Regions from separate parts of the Pan troglodytes genome. Here region 2 is linked to region 1. A link is a contact called in public capture Hi-C data. All regions are on one chromosome and are shown on one strand. Each heading gives the region's core, a stretch centred on a gene start, on an enhancer-like site or on the middle of the called end of the contact. The rest is flanking DNA. Distances are from core to core; before and after follow the strand shown. Region 1 overlaps DDAH1 (dimethylarginine dimethylaminohydrolase 1). Region 2 has its middle 31 kb from the start of BCL10.

Evidence for each region. Capture Hi-C pulls out chosen DNA fragments and counts their contacts.
Region 2: a contact with region 1 is called in a capture Hi-C map of stem cell-derived neural stem cells, with 4 times the contacts expected there. The contact joins two enhancer-like sites. A contact is called at or near these places in 1 of 7 Hi-C or Micro-C datasets (stem cell-derived neural progenitor cells), 1 of 1 datasets of contacts at active chromatin or transcription factors (stem cell-derived excitatory neurons) and 1 of 1 other capture datasets (stem cell-derived neural stem cells).

Annotation. Positions count from the first base shown.
Region 1 is chr1:145,497,381-145,504,182 of NHGRI_mPanTro3-v2.0_pri, reverse strand. The region is part of intron 1 of DDAH1 (dimethylarginine dimethylaminohydrolase 1); the gene reads right to left. Among named protein-coding and RNA genes, the nearest start is that of DDAH1, 7.7 kb to the right of the region's middle. Within about 2 kb of position 2,917, at least 4 of the 24 cell types and tissues checked have an H3K27ac peak or open chromatin away from gene starts, as enhancers often do. A contact at or near this core is called in stem cell-derived neural progenitor cells and stem cell-derived neural stem cells, where this site is marked.
Region 2 is chr1:145,761,154-145,767,955 of NHGRI_mPanTro3-v2.0_pri, reverse strand. No RefSeq gene overlaps it. Among named protein-coding and RNA genes, the nearest start is that of BCL10, 31 kb to the left of the region's middle. Within about 2 kb of position 3,800, at least 7 of the 24 cell types and tissues checked have an H3K27ac peak or open chromatin away from gene starts, as enhancers often do. A contact at or near this core is called in stem cell-derived neural progenitor cells and stem cell-derived neural stem cells, where this site is marked.

The DNA.
Region 1 (6,802 bases), core at 1,668-4,167:
CACCCAAATCTCACCTTGTAGCTTCCATAATTCCCACGTATTGTGGGAGGGACCTGGTGGGAGATGATTGAATCATGGGGGCGGGTATTTCCCGTGCTATTCTTGTGATAGTGATGGGTCTCACAAGATCCAATGGTTTTAAAAATGGGAGTTTCTCTGCACAAGCTCTCTTTTTGCTTGGTGCCATCCATGTAAGATGTGACTTGCTCCTTTTTGCCTTCCACTGTGATTGTGAGGCCTCTTCAGCCATGTGGGACTGTAAGTCCAATAAACTTCTTTCTTTTTTAAATTGCCCAGTCTCAGGTATGTCTTTATCAGCAGCGTGAAAACAGACTAATTATGAAATGAAAGAGTCATTTCATAATCACAGATGAGTCAATTTATCCAGAGGATATAGCAATTCTAAATGTTTATCCATCTAACAACAGAAGTTCAAAATACATCAAGCAAAACCTAACAGAACTAAAAAGAAAAATAGACATATTCATAATTGTAGTTGGAGATTTCAATATTCCTCTCTCAATTATCCAAAGAATAGGTAGACAAAAAAATCAACACTATCAAACAATTTTGCCTAACTGACATGTATGGACCACTCCACCCACAATAGTAGACTAGACATTCTTTTCAAGATGGACTATATTCTGGGTCATAAAACCAGTCTCAAGAAGTATAAAAGAATTCAAGTTAAACACAGTTTATTTTCTGACCACAATAAAATGAAGCTAGAAATAAATAACAGAACCATACCTGGAAAATATCCAAATATCCTAAATAACACACTTCTAAATAACCTGAGTCAAAAAAAATCAAAAAGGAAATTAGAAAGTCTTTTAAACAGATTAAAAATAAAAACATGTCAAAATATGTGGGATGCAGCTGAAGCAGGAGTAGAGGGAAATTTATAGCATTAAGTGCTTATAATAGAGAGAAAATGTTTTCAACCAGTGACCTCAGCTTCCATATTAAGAAACTAGACAAATAAGAGAAAATTAAACCCAAAGCAAACAAAGGAAAGGAAATAAAGACAGATGGCATATCATGAACAACAGTGGAATCAAATAAAACAATATCCCAAAATGCCACTAAATGTAATGGAATCCTGGAGCACTGTCATTTTACCCAATATGCTTTCCCTTCTTATCCACTGTGCCCACTGCCTAGGGAAGGGCTTCAAATAATCAGGCTCACCTTTAACACTATACAACAGAAACCTCGCATCATTTCAAGTAAGGCCAAGAATATAATTCACACATTCACTAGCTATCATTAGAACACCAGAAGACACACGTTTACCCAAAAGGCTATGCACATTAGGAACCCTAGATTGCTTACCAAAGGGAAGTGCAAAGACATTTAAAATAAAAATATGCAATTCCTTATGAATGAGAGTTCATAATTAAAGGATCCTTATTAAAGGATCCTCAAGTCTTTGCTGATACTATGTCCAAAGCATAATAAATTATATCCAAGCAGAGAAAAACACAGCTTGCCCTTCCAAGCTTTATGGAGGGAGCTCTGGAAGTCTCAAGAGCAGCACCATCCAGTGTGACAAGAAGACTTCACCCCAGTGTGGGGCAGTGTTCAGGCAGGGCTCCTAAAGCAGCTCATGTATACTGTACCTTTATGAAGTCACTCATTATATACACACTATTTATGCAAGCTCTCCTCTAGACTGTGTCGTCCTCAAAGTCAGGGAACACATCTGTCATCTTTGTATCCCCAAACCCTAGTATGGTGCAATCATTTCACAAATGTGCTTTAAAAGGCCTGTGTGAACTCCCCAAGAATCTACTGAGTTGTAAATAACACCTGATGCAATTGCCCGAAGACTGAACAGTAAACAAAACAAGACTTCAGATCCACATTGAAACCAAAGAACAGAGGCTTAGGTCTCCTTTCTGAGTTCAATCAGATTTTTAAAACATTCTTTTTAAAGTCAATTTGTTTTGTTTCCAGTCTACAGTAAGAGTTTGAGTGGGTCCAGGTTTTATCTGAAGCAGTCTGCCCATTCTTTTCCCATGATGTTCTGGAGGAAAGCAGACTGCTGATGACTCACAACTCAGCACACTTGTTAGTTCCTGTGTACTGACACCAAATTGTGTTCCAAAAGAGAAGCCTTTACAAAGGATCAAAACCTGGCCCTAGGATGTGGTTCATGTTCTAAGCTTTCCAACATGGTGCTAAATTAACTGCATTTGGTTCCAGGTGGGTTAATGACTAATAGCTGGAGAGGTGATTTCAGGCAGAAATTGTCTCAATTCTCACTTTCTGTCACTTCAGAAGTTTTCCCTGAGTTTGTTTCCAACCCCATCTTCGTCCTCCACCTCCTTCTCTGGCCCCAGTTTTCAGGGTTGCAGCTCTTGGAAAAAGCATTTGCAGGATGGCCCAGCTATGCACGCTGGCCCTTTCTAGTTGCTTCTCCTGAACTGGGACTCAAGGACTTCTCCTCTATTCAAAATAGCAGAGCAATGAAAGTGCAGGAAGCCCAGAGGAAAGAAAGGTGGAGGGAGTCTGGATCAGTGGTGATAACAAGAAATGAATCCATGAGAATGTCCTAATTCACGGTTGCTCTTCAGCTTCTCTTGTTTCCACAACCTAGTCTTGCTAAGTCAGTTCTTCCTTATCACTCGCTATACCCCATGCTCACAGTGACTGCTGACTTTCTCTATTCACCACAGAATGTGACCCTCCCCTCCCAAAGGCTCTCCAGGAGCTTCAGATTTAAACCAAGCTGACGCTGATCACAAACATTTGTAGGGCACATCTCAGTTTCTGGAGAGCTGAAACAAGACTTCATTCAATCCTCCCAATAATTCTTGAGATATTATTATTTCTGTTTTACCACCGACGAGACTGAGGCCCCGTGAGATTAGGTGGTTAACCTGAGTCGCACCATAGCAAGTGTACCCTCTGACCCCTGCATTCTTTCTTGCTACCACGTGGCCTCAAAGCCTCTACAAAGAGTTCAGCCTTTCTTCTCCTGATGCCTGATATTTTCTATTTTTGTTTCTGAGCCTTCTCTCCCTTGCTTATTCCATACCTTTGATCCTTAACCTCCCTTCTCCAGCACACACACTGTCACACACACACACACACACACACACACACACACATCTCAGTGCACTTATCTAACACCTTCTTCATATAGTCATCTAACTTCCTTCTCAAAGCAGTCTTCCAGGTTACAGCATAGTACTCTAGTGCAGCCTCAGACTGCCCGTGGCAACTCCCAACCATTTTTCAAACACAAAATAAGAAAATCATACTTCCTTAGTTATTTTTAATTATACTGCACCATTTCCTCTGGAATCTGTCATCTGTCCCTGGAAAACAGAGATTCCATATGTCTAAATCATTCTGCCCAGTGCCTAGCAAAGAAGCAAAGATAAGTGCAGGCTATCACCATGCCTGTTCTCTGATCAAACTGATGGTGACAGGAATGTTCACGTGATGGCAATGATCCCATTCACTTTAATCTGTACCTCCTTTTAAAAGCTAGAGTCATCAGTGGCTCAAAGACTTCAAATCAGTGCACCTGAAAGTGCTAAGGAACGTGTAAAGGGCTGGCTCTATAAAGGCGAAGTGGTGGTAACAAAAAAAAAAAAAAGAGAGAAAAATGGCAAACACTCATACAGGGAGTGAAAACTCAAGGAATTAGGACTGTGTAGCAGAAATGTAGAAAAAGGACGGAACTTGGAGTCAGACAGGCCTGGATTAGAATCCTTGTTTGGTCACATTCTAACTGTTTGATCCTGGACAAGTTGCTTAACTTCTCTGAGCCTTCATTCCCTAAGCTTAGAAAGATGTCAAAAAGCTCATCTCAGAGGGCTCCCCTGAACATGAACCTGTAAGGCGTTTGGCCCATGGCGGTACCCTGTAAATGTCACTTCCCTTCTCTTTCCCCTTCTGAAAGAAGGATCCATAATAATAAGAATTTTCAATAGCACCCAAAGGGTCGGTCCCATCTGTAATCAATGCATTTTAAGAGGCTCACCTGAAAGTTCTCACTTTTAGATGTTTTCTAATCTCTCAGGAATGTGCACATTCCTTGCAGTCCCCAGCTTCAAAGGGAATGTGTATGTTAGGGAATAACTGTGCCCAATCCCTCTCATCCATAAAAATATACACACTAACAAGACCTCACATCTTTAAAGGGTGAGACTCAGAGTTGGACATCCCTTGTCTGTACTCCCAAAGCTGCACGGCTTCTAGAGCTTTAATCCACAGTATTGTATTATCTGTTTAAGCATCTGCATCTCCCCTAGGCAGCTAGAGCCATGAAGCAAAGTCCATATATTATTCCTCTTTGCATTGCTGCCTAGCATGCAGCATGCCATACATGTCATGTTTATTAGAATGAACTGAATCATCTATCTTCTGGGTCTGCAATGCTTTAGCATATAGACTACACTTTCTAATTCTCCCAAAGACATTTTCCAGAGCCTTGGAAATTTTAAGCATACAATACATATTGCCTTTGTCCTTTTAGATTGAACTGTTTATAAGCTTTTTTTTTTTCGTCTTTTGAAAGCCAAAACCTAACTACAAAAGAAGGGGTAAATGATTTCAGAGAAGCACCTGGCACTATGTTTTTTCTTTATTGCCATAACCTTGGGCAACCCCCACCCCACCCAACATTCAATGCTCAGGGACACCTTGCGTAAGGCACATGCAGGGTGTGCTTGGCAGGGGCCTGGAGGGCTCCGTGCTTAGTAACTCTGTTGTGAGGATAACCACAGGCTGTGGGAGGTAGCAGCTCTGCCTGCCTCAGGTAACAAAATTGATGGTGATGACTAAGTTACAGTAGACGGATCTCTCAATCTCTGAGAAGTTCCACCTCTGTTCTGACACATCTCTTTCTTTTTTCCTCCCAGAGGAAACAGAAACAAGCTCAGGCAAGGACCCTAAGGAGAGAACCCTTTTTCATTGTTTAACTTGTTTATTACCAGACTCTCATTAAGAAACTGTGGGCCACAATTACTGAAAACACAAGCTAAAGACACATTTAGAACAATATTTAAGTGACAGATTCACAGTCAGTTGTTAAGGGGAAGTCAAGAAGTTGCAGGCAACTTCCTGAACTTGAAGGCAGATTTCATGAAGGACAAATACCATGCTCTCCCTGAAAGGAATGGTCTTTGAAACAGGTATTCTGCTCTACCTTAACAACCCTGCCCCCTTGCACCAATAACTGACATCTAGCAAAGCTTCAATTTTCTCATCTTTTTAATGGAAATAAAATATTCATCCTACAGAGTTGTTTATAAAGATCAGATGAGATTGTGTATACTAACCACTTAGCCAATGGGAGGCAAAGCCCAGGCCCCATAGATGCTTCCAACTATTCCTATGTCTCCCAAGTGCTAAGGCCAAGTGTCAGCCGGCACTAACCCTCAGGCATGGCATTTTTTACCTCTCTGATTCCTGGGGCACTTGAGTGTACCACTCCTGAGCTGGTGCAATCCTATCAACTCATAGATGAGGAAACCAAAGCAAAACCTCACATGGCTCACCACTGCCTGTAGGCAAAGTCCCAGTGCCATGAGAGGTAAGCCCATTTGAGTGGTTTTTTAGATAGTCACTGGTGTCTCAGTGCAGCCAGAATACCTGGCTGGATGGATCCTTTTAATCATATCACCTATATACCATATACCAAAGAATTTTATTGATTTGATAACTAGAGTTCTAAAGAATAGAAAGTATTCTCTAGAGAATAAGACTAGCTCATTCTATGTTAATTGCACTGAAAGTAAAGATAATGGTGGTGCTTGGCAGTAGGAATAATCGTAATTAAGCACTTACTATGTGCCAGGCATCAGGCTGAGCAGTAAATATGTCTTATGTCTTCTTTCACATAGTAAGTCCAACTGCTTGAATACTCCCTTACACTCAGTCCCCAAGACTTGCAAAAATTTGTCACAAATAGATCACTTCAATCTCTCTGTAGAATCTGTGTGCTCATCTACTGTGCCCAGAGCAAATCCTTTCTAAATTCTGGATGTGCTGTGTGTGATGTTAGTGGTCGGTTAAGAGACAGGTATCTCCAGAAATAAAACACGAAAGGCAGAGGTTAATTGATGATTCTCTCAATCTGGAGCCAAGCCATTTGATAATGACTTACAATTATTATATTTCATATTGCTCAATCATCTCTAGAAGATGGATTGCAGGGTGTGGTGGGAGAGGTGCCTTCCAGTCCTTTCCAATAAAATGTTACTGTGTTATCACAAAACAAGAAGTTCTCTAAGGTAAGGGAGTTAGGAATGCTGGCTTCCTGTGGATAGATGCCAAGTGGAGAAAATAAACAGATAAGAGTTCCCACGGGATACGGATGCCCTAAAAAAGTGTTTCCTATCATATTGCCAAGGTGATGCCAGCTGCTTACAACATCAATTCAGGGGGACAGGAAGGAGGGAGACAGAGTAGTGGCTGGAGAGTGGATGAAGTAGAAAATTTGTAAAAAGCCAATTCCAATTTTGTTAATAGGTTATAAATTCCTACAACCAAGAGGTAAGTAGCAGCCCTGATTCTTAAACAAAATAAAGTCTAGTCAACTTGACAATTAAATGGAGCCCAGGGTGCTGTTCCCTACAATTTCACAGGTGGCTGGGAGTTACAGAATGCTGGAGCAAGACAGATTCTTAGAGATATTCAGTCCAGAGATCACAACTGGCACCCACAGACATTGTCTTCTTAGGTTTTCCAAGGATTAGTCTAGATGGCATTTTAACATTGTAATTAATTGCCAACATTTTAAAATTTTGAAGACTTCACATAAAAATTCAGATCTCTAGTATCT
Region 2 (6,802 bases), core at 2,551-5,050, 260 kb before region 1:
AAAACCAAGCATGGTGACGCTGCTGAGACACTTCAGGTCTCATGGTCAGGAGGGACAGCATCTGTGGATGAGCACTTGAGGGAGGGTCTAAGTATACGCTGGCATCTCTGCCCACCAGGAACCATGATTTCATCTTCCTCATCTTCTTCCTCTTCCTGCTTCACTTCCTCACCTGCAGCCTCTCCAACATCATTATAATCATTACAACTGTTAGAACTGTACCATTGAGCACCACCAGGGCCAGATATCCCACATGCATCTTCTGTTTTTAGCCCCCACTCCAATCCCAGGAGGTAGGTATTATTGTCTCTATCTTTTGAGAAACTGAAGCACAGAATGGTAAGGACCTACTTCATACTGTTGTTGTAAGGATTAAATGGGATAATTAACATAAAAACATCTGGCTCAGTGCCTGGCAAACAGAAAGTACTCAATAACTATATTAGCCTTTATTGCTGTAACAGAGAAGAAAACCAAGGTTTAGAGAGGAATGGAGATTTGCCAGTGTTGGCTCCAGAATTCACATAGAGGAGGGGTTTATCGTGGTGATGGGGTGGTGGGGGCATTGCTCAGGGAATTGCCTTGATGCTGTGTTTGCATGAAAAGCACACATATTAACTTAGATTGTGATAAAAAATACCAAAAAATTCTCATATGGTTATATTTATACTTTACATAAGTGTGAGAACTGTCCATCACGATGATGATTATTATCATCACTTGGGACAGCTTGGGAACTCATGGAGGTCACAGCTGTTTAACATCCTTCCAAGCTTCCCTTTGGTGCTACCACAGTAATGGGCCAAGCAAGTAAATGACAGAGCCAGGATTTGAGAGCAGCTCTGATTCTAGGTCCCACATCTTCATTGCTACCCAGTACGGTCTCTGTGAGCTGGCAGAAAACTTGGCTAACCAGAGGTTTGCTTTTCTCTCCCACCTGAGGAGCTGGGGGTTGCTGTGCTCCCTAAGCTTCTGTGAAAGCTCTGTACCTACCCAACAGCTTCTCTTCACTTGCCTGTGACTCTCCCTGGGGCCTTCGTTATTTTATTTTATTTTATTTTTTTGAGACAGAATCTCGCTCTGTCGCCCAGGTTGGAGTGCAGTGGCGCGATCTTGGCTTACTGCAACGTCTGCCTCCAGGGTTCAAGCGATTCCTCTACCTCAGCCTCCCAAGTAGCTGGGACCACAGGCACGCACCACCACGCCTGGCTAACTTTTTGTATTTTAGTAGAGACGGGGTTTCACCATGTTGGCCAGGATGGTCTTGCTCTTCTGACCATATGATCTGCCCACCTCAGCCTCCCAAAGTGCTGGAATTACAGGCATGAACTACCGCGCCTGGCCCATTGTTAATATTTTTACAAGCAAAACTGAGGCACAGAAACCCAAAAGGTAGATTTCTCTTTCTTGCATTTTCTGAGCAGCAGAGACTTTTTAGTAGGTAAGTACAATTAAGTCGAGCCGGATCTCTTCACTCTGCTCCAGATTGTTCTGGAAACCTGTCTCCCAGCATTAGGGCAGCTCTCCAGTCAGCCCAGCAGGCTTGCTAGGTGAGACAGAGTCCACCTAATCAGAACTTTTTTTTTTCTTGTTTTTACCTCCAGTAGGAAGAAATCAGAACTTTCATCCGCCCCTGGAAGGGCCCAAGGTGCTGTCATAGTCTCCTGACAGACAGCAGTAATTGTACAGCCTTCCTGGCTTTCCCCCCAAGGAGTCCTATTGCTTTTGACAGTTTCTGGATAACTGTGGTGACAGGCAGCAAGATTGGAATTTTACAAAGGTTTCTCAAATCTGTTTGAAGAGAATATCAGGATACCAGTTTGTAAAAGCCTGTCTCTGATCCTGACCACAGGTAAGAGTAACTCTTAGTTAGCTCCAAATGAGAATCTGAGCCCGCCCCATCTCTGGGGAGACAGCTGGCTGGCTTCATTCTCTCCCTCACTGATTGGTCTATTCATCTCTGGGTCACCAAATATTTACTGAGCACCAACTATGTGTCAAACATCATACTTAGCACTGGGGATGCAGTGACCTACTTGGCTCCTAACTCAAGGAGCTCACTGTCCTCTATAAAGGACATAGATGTATAATGAGACAACTACTATATGGCTGGGTGCAATCTCGGCTCACTGCAACCTCCGCCTCCCGGATTCAAGTGATCCACCTGCCTCAGCCTCCCAACTAACTGAGATTACAAGTGTGCACCACCATGGCCGGCTGCTTTTTGCATTTTTAGTAGAGACAGGGTTTCGCCATGTTGCTAGGCTGGTCTCGAACTCCTGACCTCAAGTGATCCACCTGCCTTGGCCTCCCAAAGTGCTGAGATTACAGGCATGAGCCACTGTGCCTGGCCTATATTTTCTTTATATTGGGCCCAGGTATGTGCATTTGTTCATTTGTCCATTTTTGCAGTTTTAAAACATCCTGAGCACTTACCATTTCCTGTGTTAGTTCTTGTGCTAGATACCGGGATCTTGTGCTAGAAAAGGCTGTTTCTGCCCTCAGCCTCTACTGTCTAGTGGGAGAGCAGCCTGGCACAAGCAACCAGAAGGTAGCGTGGCCGACAGGTGCTGCTACTGCCAAATGGGAGGGTAATTGCATGTGTGCACTTGACTGGGCCATGGGGTGCCCAGATACTTGATTAAGGTGATTTTGTGTGTGTCTATGAGGGTGTTTCTGGTTAAGATCACCTGTGAATGAGTGGACTGAGGAAAACAGAGCCCTCCCACTCCCAGTGTGAGTGGACTTTATTGTCTGTTGAAGGCCTGAATAGACTGAGAGGCTGAGTAAGGATGGATTTTCTTTTTCTGCCTGGCTGCCTTTGGGCTGAGACATTGGTCTTCCTCTGCATTCAGATTTGAACTGGAACTTACACCATCATCTCTCCTGGATCTGCAGTGTGTTGACAGCAGATCTGGGACTTGTCAACCTCTATAATCCCATGAGCCAATTCCTTATAGTAAGTCATATATATTGCATATATAGTAATTCATATATATGAGATATATATTTTTTCTATTGGTTCTGGTTCTGTTTCTCTGGAGAACTCAGAGTAATACACTAAGCAATGGTGGGAGTCCGTGGGAGCCCTGAAATGTCTTGCGAATTGAACAAGAGTGCACTTGCAAATTCTTTACGCATTTGAAGCCTAGACTAGGGCAATGAGGACTGAGTGAGACTGCAGAAGGGTCTAGCTGGCCTCCTCCCCACCCCTCTCCTCTCTCCTCCTCTGTCCTCTGCTTCCCTCCCTTCCTTTCTCCTTCCCTCCTCTCCCCTCACTTCCCCTCGCTTCCCTTCCCTTGTCCTCCCCTCCCCATTGCCGTTCCTCCCTTTCTTCTCCCTTTCTCTCCCCTTGCCTTCCCTGCCTACTGTAGGCTCTCATTATTCTTAGATTCTTTCTTTTCCCCTGAAACACCTGCTACCAGGTAAGGGTCAGATGAACGTATTTCACACTAAGATATAAATAACTAATTAGAGTGTTGCTACCCATACCTCAACCCTAGAGCTTGGTGATTTTTTTTTTTTCCAAAAAGGGAACAATCCCTTAGCTAAAGAGCCGCTGCTCCAGGGGAGGAAACATAGGCTTGGGCCCAGAGATAGGTGGCAGCAGGGGATTCTGGCCACGAAGCCTTCAGGCCTTCCCAGGTCCCAGCGTGTGTGGATCTTAAAACACCCCCTGCCAAGGGCTTTGATTCCAATTTTGGTTTCAGCTAATTGGTTTCAGCTGAGGTGGGAGAGGCCACGCCTCAGGATCTGCCTAGGCCAGGACTGGGAATGGGTCTCCCAGGTGACTCCGCGGGCCCATAGGCAGGCAGATCCTGGGAAGACGCCCTTTACTCAGTAAGGAGGGCCCAGGCGTCCAAAGCCCACCAGGGGGCAGCGGCGGCATTCTTAGCCCCACTTCTCCGCGCTCAAAGGCCGGCTGAGAAAACGCGAGTGACTCACCCGAGGGCGCTGTTACTCCACAATTTTTCTGCAAAAGCTAAGGTCGGCAAACATGGATATTCGGATTTCCTTTGTTTTTGAGGCTAAATCAAAAGATGCCTCTGGGGAAAAGGGGCAACATGCACTGTCGGATCGGCATTCATATGGAAAAGCAGAGGTAGGAAACATTTTATACATTTTGAAGATACTTTGATGTGCAGTAATTTTGGAACTTTCGTAGGGCACCTGTTTTTCAATGGGCGGTGTAGAGTAATGCTGCCAAACACAGAGTTTGAGCCCTAGTACCACACCCACTAGCGGTGTGACTTTTCCTGGTGACTGAGTCTCTCTGGGCCTCAGTTTTGCATAGGGGACTTGTTCCGCCCCTCCTTGTCCCAGGTGTAAATGCTGCGTTGGTGTTGCACTCATAGGCTCACCTGGCCAAGGACCAGCTTCTGTCTATACTACTCTCAAACTTGCCACTTGGAGCATATTTCATTCTCATCCCCTTTGCCTTCACACTGCTATTCACCCCAGTTCAGAAGGGCAGAGCAATGGCCAAAATGTAAGACTGGGGTTGGGACTGTGAGAAGAAAGGAACAATTGCCAGTTAGCAAATTATTATAATGGCCACGTGGGCTCCAGGGCTGACATAATGAGGAGCTTGGTATGTGTGGTAATTACACACACTTGAGTTGAGTCTTAGGAAAACATATAAAAGAAACGTTATTTTCTTTTTTTCTAAAGGCTATGAAGGTAAGAAGCATTCCATAAACAATTATTACGCAGCACTATTTCAAGGGTTGGGCTCTGTCAATGAGTTTTAACCACTAAAGAAAAGGAATTCTAATTGGGGGCGAAGGTAGTTTTAGGAATGGCAGCTTCGGAGTTTTGTACTGACAGGTGCTGGTGAAAAGCTGATTAATCCCATTCAATACTATAATAGGCTACATTTGTATAGCACTGCATAGAGTACCAAGTACTTTTATATAAATCCTCTCATTTGATGTTCCCAACCACCCTTTGAGATATGAAGAGGACAAAGAGAATTATTGCTGTCATTTTAAAAACCAGCTTTATTGAGATATAATTCATATACCAAACACTTCACCCATTTAAAATGTGCAATTCAATGATTTTATGCATGTTCACAGATATATGCAACGATAACCACATCAATTTTCATCACCACAAAAAGAACCCTCTACCCTTAGTTATCACTCCCTTTTCCTCCCTCTCCTCCCTCCTTGCACCCTCCCCTCCAAAGCAATCACTATTCTATTTTCTGTCTCTACAGATTTACTTATCCTGGACATTTCATATAATATGTGGTCTTTTGTGACTGGCTTCTTTCACTTAGCATAATGTTTTCAAGGTTTATTCATGTTGAAGCATGTTCAGTACTTCATTCCTTTTTACACCTGAATAATATCCCGTTGTATGGATATTTTTGTTCATCTGTTCATCAGTTGGCATCCATTTCATTTATCCATTCATTAGTTGGTATACACGGGTTGTTTGCACCCTTTGGTTATTTTAAATAATTGCTGTAAACATTCATGTACAAGCCTTGGTGGGGGCATATGCTTTCATTTCTCTTAGGTATATTCCAGGGAGTGGAATTGCTGGATCATATGGTAACTCAATGTGTAGGTGTTTAAGGAACTGCCAGAGTGTTTTCCACAGTGGCTGCATTTGACATTCTCATCAGGAGGGTATGATTTCTCCACCTCCTTACCAATGTTTGCTATTACCTGACTCTGATTCTAGCCATTCTAGTGGGTATGACGTGATATCTCATTGTGATTTTGATGTGCACATCCCTGATGACTGATGATGTCAAACATCTTTTTCATGTGGCTGTTGGCCATTTGTATATCTTCTTTGGAAAAATGTCTCTGATCCTTTGCCTGTTTTCAAACTGTCTTTTCTATTATCAAGCTGTAAGAGTTCATTATGTATTTTAGATAGAAGTCCCTTATCAGATATATAATTTGCAAATGTTTTCTCTGGTTCAGTGGGTTATCTTTTCAGTTGTTTGTTTTTTAAGAGATGGGGTCTCACTTTGTCACCCAGGCTGGAGTGCAATGGTGAGATCATAGCTTACTGCAGCCTCGAACTCCTGGGCTCAAGGGATCCTCCTGCCTCACCCTCCCGAGAAGCTGAGACTATAGGTGTGCACTACCGTGCCTGTCTTTCCTTTTCTTGACAGTGTCTTTTGAAGCACAAGTTTTAAATTTTGATGTTGTTCAATTTAGTTTTTCTTTTGTTGCTTGTGCTTTTGGTGTCATATGTAAGTGGCAATTCTGAGGTTATGAAAATTTATCACTAAGTTTTCTTCTGAGTTTTATATTTTAGCTCTTATATTTAGGTCTTTGATTCATTTTGAGTTACTTTTTGTATATGGTGTGAAGAAAGGATCCAACTTCATTCATTCTTTTGCTGGATATGTGGGTATCCAGTTGTCCCAGCAGCAGTTGAGAAGACTGTCCTTTCCCCTCTGAATAGTCGTGGTACCCTTGTTGAAAATCAGTTGACCATAGAGACATGGACTTATTTCTGGACTTTCAATTCTATTCCATTCATCTATATGTTTATCTTTACACCAGTACTGCATTGTCTTGATTACTGTTGCTTTTAAAGTTTTGAAATTGGGAGTGCGAGTCCCCCAAGCTTATTCTTCTTTTCAATATTGTTTTGGCTATTTGAGGCCCCTTGTAATTCCATGTGAAATTTAGAATCAGCCTGTCAGTTTCTACAAAGCAGCCAGCTGGGATTCTAATTGGGCTTGCATTTAATCTGTTTATCAACTTGAGGAGTGTTGTCATCCTAACAATATTAAGTCTTCTAATACATGAACATAAGCAGTTTTTCCATC